Regions from separate parts of the Mus musculus genome. Here region 2 is linked to region 1. The links are chromatin contacts, called in public promoter capture Hi-C maps. All regions are on one chromosome and are shown on one strand. Each heading gives the region's core, a stretch centred on a gene start, on an enhancer-like site or on the middle of the called end of the contact. The rest is flanking DNA. Distances are from core to core; before and after follow the strand shown.

Region 1 (2,859 bases), core at 257-2,756:
CTACTTTGCTAATATCTCAGGAAGCATCCTAGCACCACTAGCCCCGCTAAGTCACCACGTCTGTAGGAAGAACTTTTTCTTTTTCCACCGCACTTTCCCCGTACCGCAGAGAGAGCTCCCGCCCGGTCAAGGAGAGATGGAAGAAACAGAAAAGTGGGGGACACAGAAGTCGCGCTCAGGTGACAGTCCCTTAAAAAAAAAATCACCATCGTGCACTAAACCTGGTGTTCCCAGGAGTCAGTAAAACGTGCGGCTGTGCTTCAATTGCCACTTGTCCGCAGCTCTGGGCGCCACAGAGCTGCTTAAATCAAAGCAGATGCGGCTGCATCATTCTCGGCTGTAGACCTCATGTTTGTCCAGCTGGTCACCCACGGAGCGGGGCGCCATGGGGTCCTTGGGGTCGACGGGATAGGAACTCAGTTTTTCTGAAACTTTGGCAGGGGCCAGGGGAAGCAAGGAGAATTTCAGCCCTTCTAAGAGTCCTTCTGTAGATCTCGGACGTCCCTCCCCAGGGCCGCACCTGCACACTGGGGGCTGGCCCTTGTTGCCCCAGTTTTCCCCCACCCCCACCTCGCACCAAATGTTCCATATTGAAGACCTTGCCAGCACCGAATTGTGCAGGCGCTATACACTCTATCGAAGGAACGCGCAGAAAAGCTGTCGCCTTGTATGTCCTACCATCCCCGAGGGTCCTGGTGACTCACCGCTACTCAGCTCATAGCCAAAGAGGGGGGCTGTGGCGAGCTGGGTGGAAGTGGTAGTGGCGACCATACAGTTCCACCTCTCGTGTCGGAACTGGCTTCTGCACTCCTGAATGCCCAGCCTGGCGCCCTCGCGGATGCTAGGCAGCAGGTACGGTTTCCTCTTGCACAGCTCCTTCTGGCGGCTGTTCAGCGGCAAGTCGGCGCAGCCCAGCTTCTCCGGTACCCCGAAAGAGGCGATGCCCAACCACCTGTAAGACGCGGCACCCCTGAGGTAAGCCTCTCCCCTTTCCCTCCCCCACCCCAAAAGCATTAGGTCAGCGTTCCTAGGGTCTCCACCCCTTCTCTCCCAGCCTCAAGTTGAAAGCCCACTAGTTGGGTCATTCCTTTGACCAGCCACCCTATATGCCTCCACAGAGCCCATACTCACATCCAGTTGCCCTGGGTTCCGCAGGGGAGCAGCGACAGCACGGCTGCCCACAGCGCACACAAGCTGGGCAGGGCCAGGAGCGCCGCTCTGTCCATGGCCCACGCATGGAGACCCCCAGCCCCAGCCACTCCTCCTCTGTCTCCTCTCTCCAGAGGCCCGCAGGGCCTGGGGTCAGTTTCTTAGCACCCAGTTGTTCCTTGCTCTCTTTCCCCTGGAAGGTAACATTAAACAGGGCAGCAAGGACAGAGACTATCAGCAGTCCCCTAGGCAAGATAAGGCGGAGAAAGTAGCCTAAGGTCCTCTGGCGCAGAGGTGAGGATGAGCTGGAGATGCGGGAGCTTCCCTCACTTTCCAAGGTGAGAAACTTCTGCTGATGTCTCTGTGTCTCCATCGCCCCAGGCTTCTCCTCGCATCTCCTCCCCCCCTGACCGCGCCTGGAGTCTGATTGGCTCAGCAGCAACCCTGTACCTCACCATCTGGAAACTTCAGTGTCTCATTGGCTAACAGTGGGCTCTGCGGGGGGCGCTCCTGGGCTGAGCCTCCGTGACTGTCTAACTAGACCTGGGAGTGTCACGACCTTTCCTCCTCTCACAATGTCCTTAGAGGAGGTCACTGCGAGACTGAGTCAAGCGGAGAGCAAAGAAACGATGAGCACTTCTTAGCATCCTTGAGAGAAAATCTAGCCACATCTAGATTTACCCTTTGAGTAAAAAGGGTAAAGGTGTGGGGGGGCCCGAAGGGAGGGGGGCGGAGCACTCTGCTCTTCTTTCTTGTATTTCTCACTGGTGAATTATCTTTATAAGGTCAGAATTGATACCACAAAAAGCTGATCTTTCCACCCTTGGAAGCGGAGAGGATAGGCGAGAAGGGTTCTTTTCGTGTCATTGTATACACATTTATTTCCAGCTTTCCATCAAATTTCCCCGTATTTTACTTAGGTTCTGTGATGGCTTTTCTCATTTGTCTTATTTCTGTAGCTTTTGGGAGCACAGGCTTTTCTAAGGGGGAAAATGGCAGGCAGACAAATGGGTGAGAGCTGACTAGAGCATTCCAAATAGATGAACGCTGTCCCTACCCTCTTCTGACCCACACTGACCCCACCCCCCACCCAAGGATACCTTCCACAGGGCTACCGAGTGGAAACAACGACAACAGAAATCCTGCACCCACACCAACTGCATGCCCAGACCTATGGAAGTTTGTGGAAATAAGACCCCTTTCCACCAGTGTAAAACCCAGCCAGGCAGACAAATCTAAGGCCAGATGAATTCTGATCATCAGTAACAGAGATTATAGGTAAATGGAATTGGCAGCTTAGGCTTTCACCAAATGTACTTTAGAAGCAGGAAGGGTTCTGAGAAGCAGTCAGAGTTTTGTCTTCAAGAACCCTTTGAAGGTGCCAGGAATATGCTTTGTTGTGGTATCAGAGAGCCCCGCCTCCTCTACTTACAGGCACAGGGTTTTCACCTGCTCCCAAGAGGACATCTGGAATGTTAGTAAACTCTCCAGGTGCTATCATCTCGGTGGGTGACCACACTTAGCCTCAGCGCTGAAAGGCTTGGACAGCTTTTGCTTGCTTTTAATACTCAGCCTCACTTAAGGTCAATCAAAGCTCACTCACACACCCATCCTGTCCCATTCACTCCTTTATCCAGCAAGCACTGCGCGCACACTACGTACCAGGTCCTAAAACCACACTGTAATTTTTAGAAAGTCAAGTTGATGATA
Region 2 (2,859 bases), core at 132-2,631, 160 kb before region 1:
ACCTTGATGGCTCTATTTGCTCTTCTCCAAGACTCTGCTTCCTGCTGAAATGTCCTTGAGGCAGTCCGGAGACACACCCTGTAGATCGCCTACAGGCTGGCCCCAGGCACCAAGAATGGGCTGGGGGGTGGGGGGGAATGGGCCTACCCTCTTTATAAGCACGGACTCTCAGTAAACTTCAGAGGCCTTGAACAGAAACATGTCTTGGCCTCCATTATTTCTCTCGTAGTTCTCTCCCATACAGCTCCGGCCTCCCATTCAGGAACCCAGTTAGTGTGGCCGCAGTCGGCTACAACTGAGAACATGGTCCAGTCCATAGTAAGGGCTTTGTGTGTTCAACTTGTGGCTTTAGACAAAGCAAATACTTCAATCTGAAGAACAGTTGTGGCTAGCTCTGTCCTAAAGCTGGAGAAACAGAAGCACAGAGTAAGGATACGTTTCCCAGTGTCAAGATGTAACACACACAGTCAGGCCAAGGCACTGGTTTTTCCACCTGCCTATTCCCCGCCTCTCCCTGGAACAGCTTTTGAAGGCTAAAGTATACATCAAGAAGGTGAGCAAAACAATAACCCACGTCACGACCTGTTTTCTCCTTAAATCAAAGAGGATGTGAAGCCCTGGTTGTAATTCGTCTTTCACATTTGAGGTCTCTGAAAGGAAAAGCGCGGTTTAATAGAAAGAGCACTCCCTGTCACGCACCTTGCCAGACTCTCGCTGCTTATAGACAGGTTGTGCGAGTTCTCTGAGCGTGCCTGGTCACTCAAGATACCACAGAGCCACCGACAACACGCCTTGTTCTGCCGCCTCAATGGCATAACATACACACAAACACAGTCATGACTGTAGGCAAATATGCTAGAAAGACTTGACCCTTCTTAAAGTATGTAGGCTGTTTAAACAGTACCTAGAGCTGTTGTGTGAAGCTGAGTGGTAAGTTCACAGAGATGACATGGGAGAAAAACCTCACACTGGTAGAAGTGTAGAGAGTAGTGGCTGGAATTGAATTCCCACCCATCCAGTTGCATAGCCTGCCCTCTGAATGGTGAAGCTACTTTAAGATCAGATTATACCTTGAATAAATGCAAGCCATTATTTTCCAGAAAACAAAAAACCTTCATTTTCTGGCTCACCAGCTGAGCTGTTCTTTGCTTGGGTTATATGCTCTGGACGTTTAATTTCCTCCCTTTTGTGAGTGGAAAACCGGATGGCTGCCCTATCCTTCCCACAGCACTTCCCCCACTCTCCCCGATCCAGGGCCCTGTCATTCCGACTCTTGTTCACACACTACCATTCATTGTGCAGGTGGGTGGAGCAGGAAGGTGACGACTCCTGGGCAGACACTACTCAGATCAGTCACAGCAGCTCCGGTTACACATCTAGAGATCCACATGCCCAGTTGGATTCAGTTTACCAAGTCAGCTCTGTGGCCCAGCGCTGTGTGGACTCTCCCAGTCTACCATAGAGCAGTCAGAAATGAGCAGACCACGGGACTACTGGATTTTAAGACAAACAAACACAGTGTAGTTCTGCAGCTCTACCCAAAGGATACCTGCAGCTTCAAACTGGGCTATCTGTTCTTCTCTAATCAGCCTCCTACCCTCCCCACTCCATCCCATCTCCTGGATGTCTTTAGTAGCAACATCCTCCTTTCATGTTAGACCTTCCCTTTGTCCCACACCATCACATTTGAGCCTCACAGCTAAGAAGAGGACAGAGCTCGAGCACAGATGCCTGTCATTCTGTATGGAACATCAGAGCTATTTTTGCTATTCTACAGCTGCCTTTACAGCATTAGCCTTGTCAAAACAACCCCTCTGCGTTATTAATATTAACTGAAAGGCATAATCAACTGACAGAGCATGAAAAGTATTTTTTTCTCTTTCTCTCTCATTAAACGGGAATGTTCCTTAGTCTGGTTTGATATTCTCATTGTTTTCCTCTTTGTCATTTAAAATCTAATGGTGTGCTTTACGCTAGTTTGTATTTTATCTTCCAGCTACAAGACATCTTGCTAAATATAGTCATACACATTTTAATGTTTTAACGATTTGTAAAGATAGCGACTCATTATTTAAATTATTTTTTGGATGAACATGAGATAGCTTTAAGTGACAAATTACTTTTTAATTATATTGGTATTATTTGGTTCCTAGGGCTCTTTTACCATGGATACAAATGTTGGCACTGCAAAATGCCTTAGAGCTAAAGTCCTGCCTAGACTTCCAAGTCCATGCTTTTCTTCCTGCTCGGTGGGTCAATCCAATACTGGGGGAGAGGAGACGGAGCAAAGGGCAGTGTCTGACTATGGGTTCGCCCCTGGCTTGGAGTTCACCAAGTAGACTAAGCTGGAGTCATAAATTGCAACACTCCTTCTGTCTTTGTTTCCATGGTGCTGGTGGGTGACCAGCCACAGCCAGTTTAACACGACCTTTAAAAATCAGATAAAGCCCGGCGTGGTGGCTCACACCTTTAATCCCAGCACTCAGGATGCAGAGGCGGGCGGATTTCTCAGGTCAAGGCCAGCCTGGTCTACAAAGTGAGTTCCAGGACAGCCAGAGCTATGCAGAGAAACCCTGTCTCGGAAGAAAAAAAAAATAAAAAAATAAAAAAATAAAAATAAAATAAAAATGAAGCTCACTTCCGTCTGTGTTCTGAATCCTGAGCCTCTTAAGACTCCAGCCATCCTTTCCCACCTGGACCCTGCTTCTTCCCTATGACTCAAGATAGCCAAATGGGTCTCTGAAATACAGATGCCTCCCACATCAAACGACATACAGACAGACCCCCAAAGTGATTCTTCCTGCACTAAAAAGGCACACACCTATCTTAAGCCCCTGAAAATATATATTTACAACTATA

What was found. Promoter capture Hi-C pulls out the DNA fragments that hold promoters and counts their contacts.
Region 2: a contact with region 1 is called in a promoter capture Hi-C map of embryonic stem cells, with 2.2 times the contacts expected there. The contact joins the enhancer-like site here to the promoter of Wnt16 in region 1. A contact is called at or near these places in 5 of 39 promoter capture datasets (embryonic stem cells, liver, pre-B cells and 1 more), 1 of 15 datasets of contacts at CTCF or cohesin (the NIH/3T3 cell line), 2 of 484 Hi-C or Micro-C datasets (both in embryonic stem cells) and 3 of 115 datasets of contacts at active chromatin or transcription factors (all in embryonic stem cells).

What each region holds. Positions count from the first base shown.
Region 1 is chr6:22,286,874-22,289,732 of GRCm38.p6, reverse strand. It overlaps Wnt16 (wingless-type MMTV integration site family, member 16), which reads right to left and starts at 1,506. Exons shown (of 4, transcript NM_053116.4): 1 at 1,132-1,506; 2 at 705-952. The coding sequence starts at 1,226.
Region 2 is chr6:22,442,278-22,445,136 of GRCm38.p6, reverse strand. No RefSeq gene overlaps it. Among named protein-coding and RNA genes, the nearest start is that of Gm38773, 52 kb to the right of the region's middle. Within about 2 kb of position 1,381, at least 75 of the 459 cell types and tissues checked have an H3K27ac peak or open chromatin away from gene starts, as enhancers often do. A contact at or near this core is called in the NIH/3T3 cell line and embryonic stem cells, where this site is marked.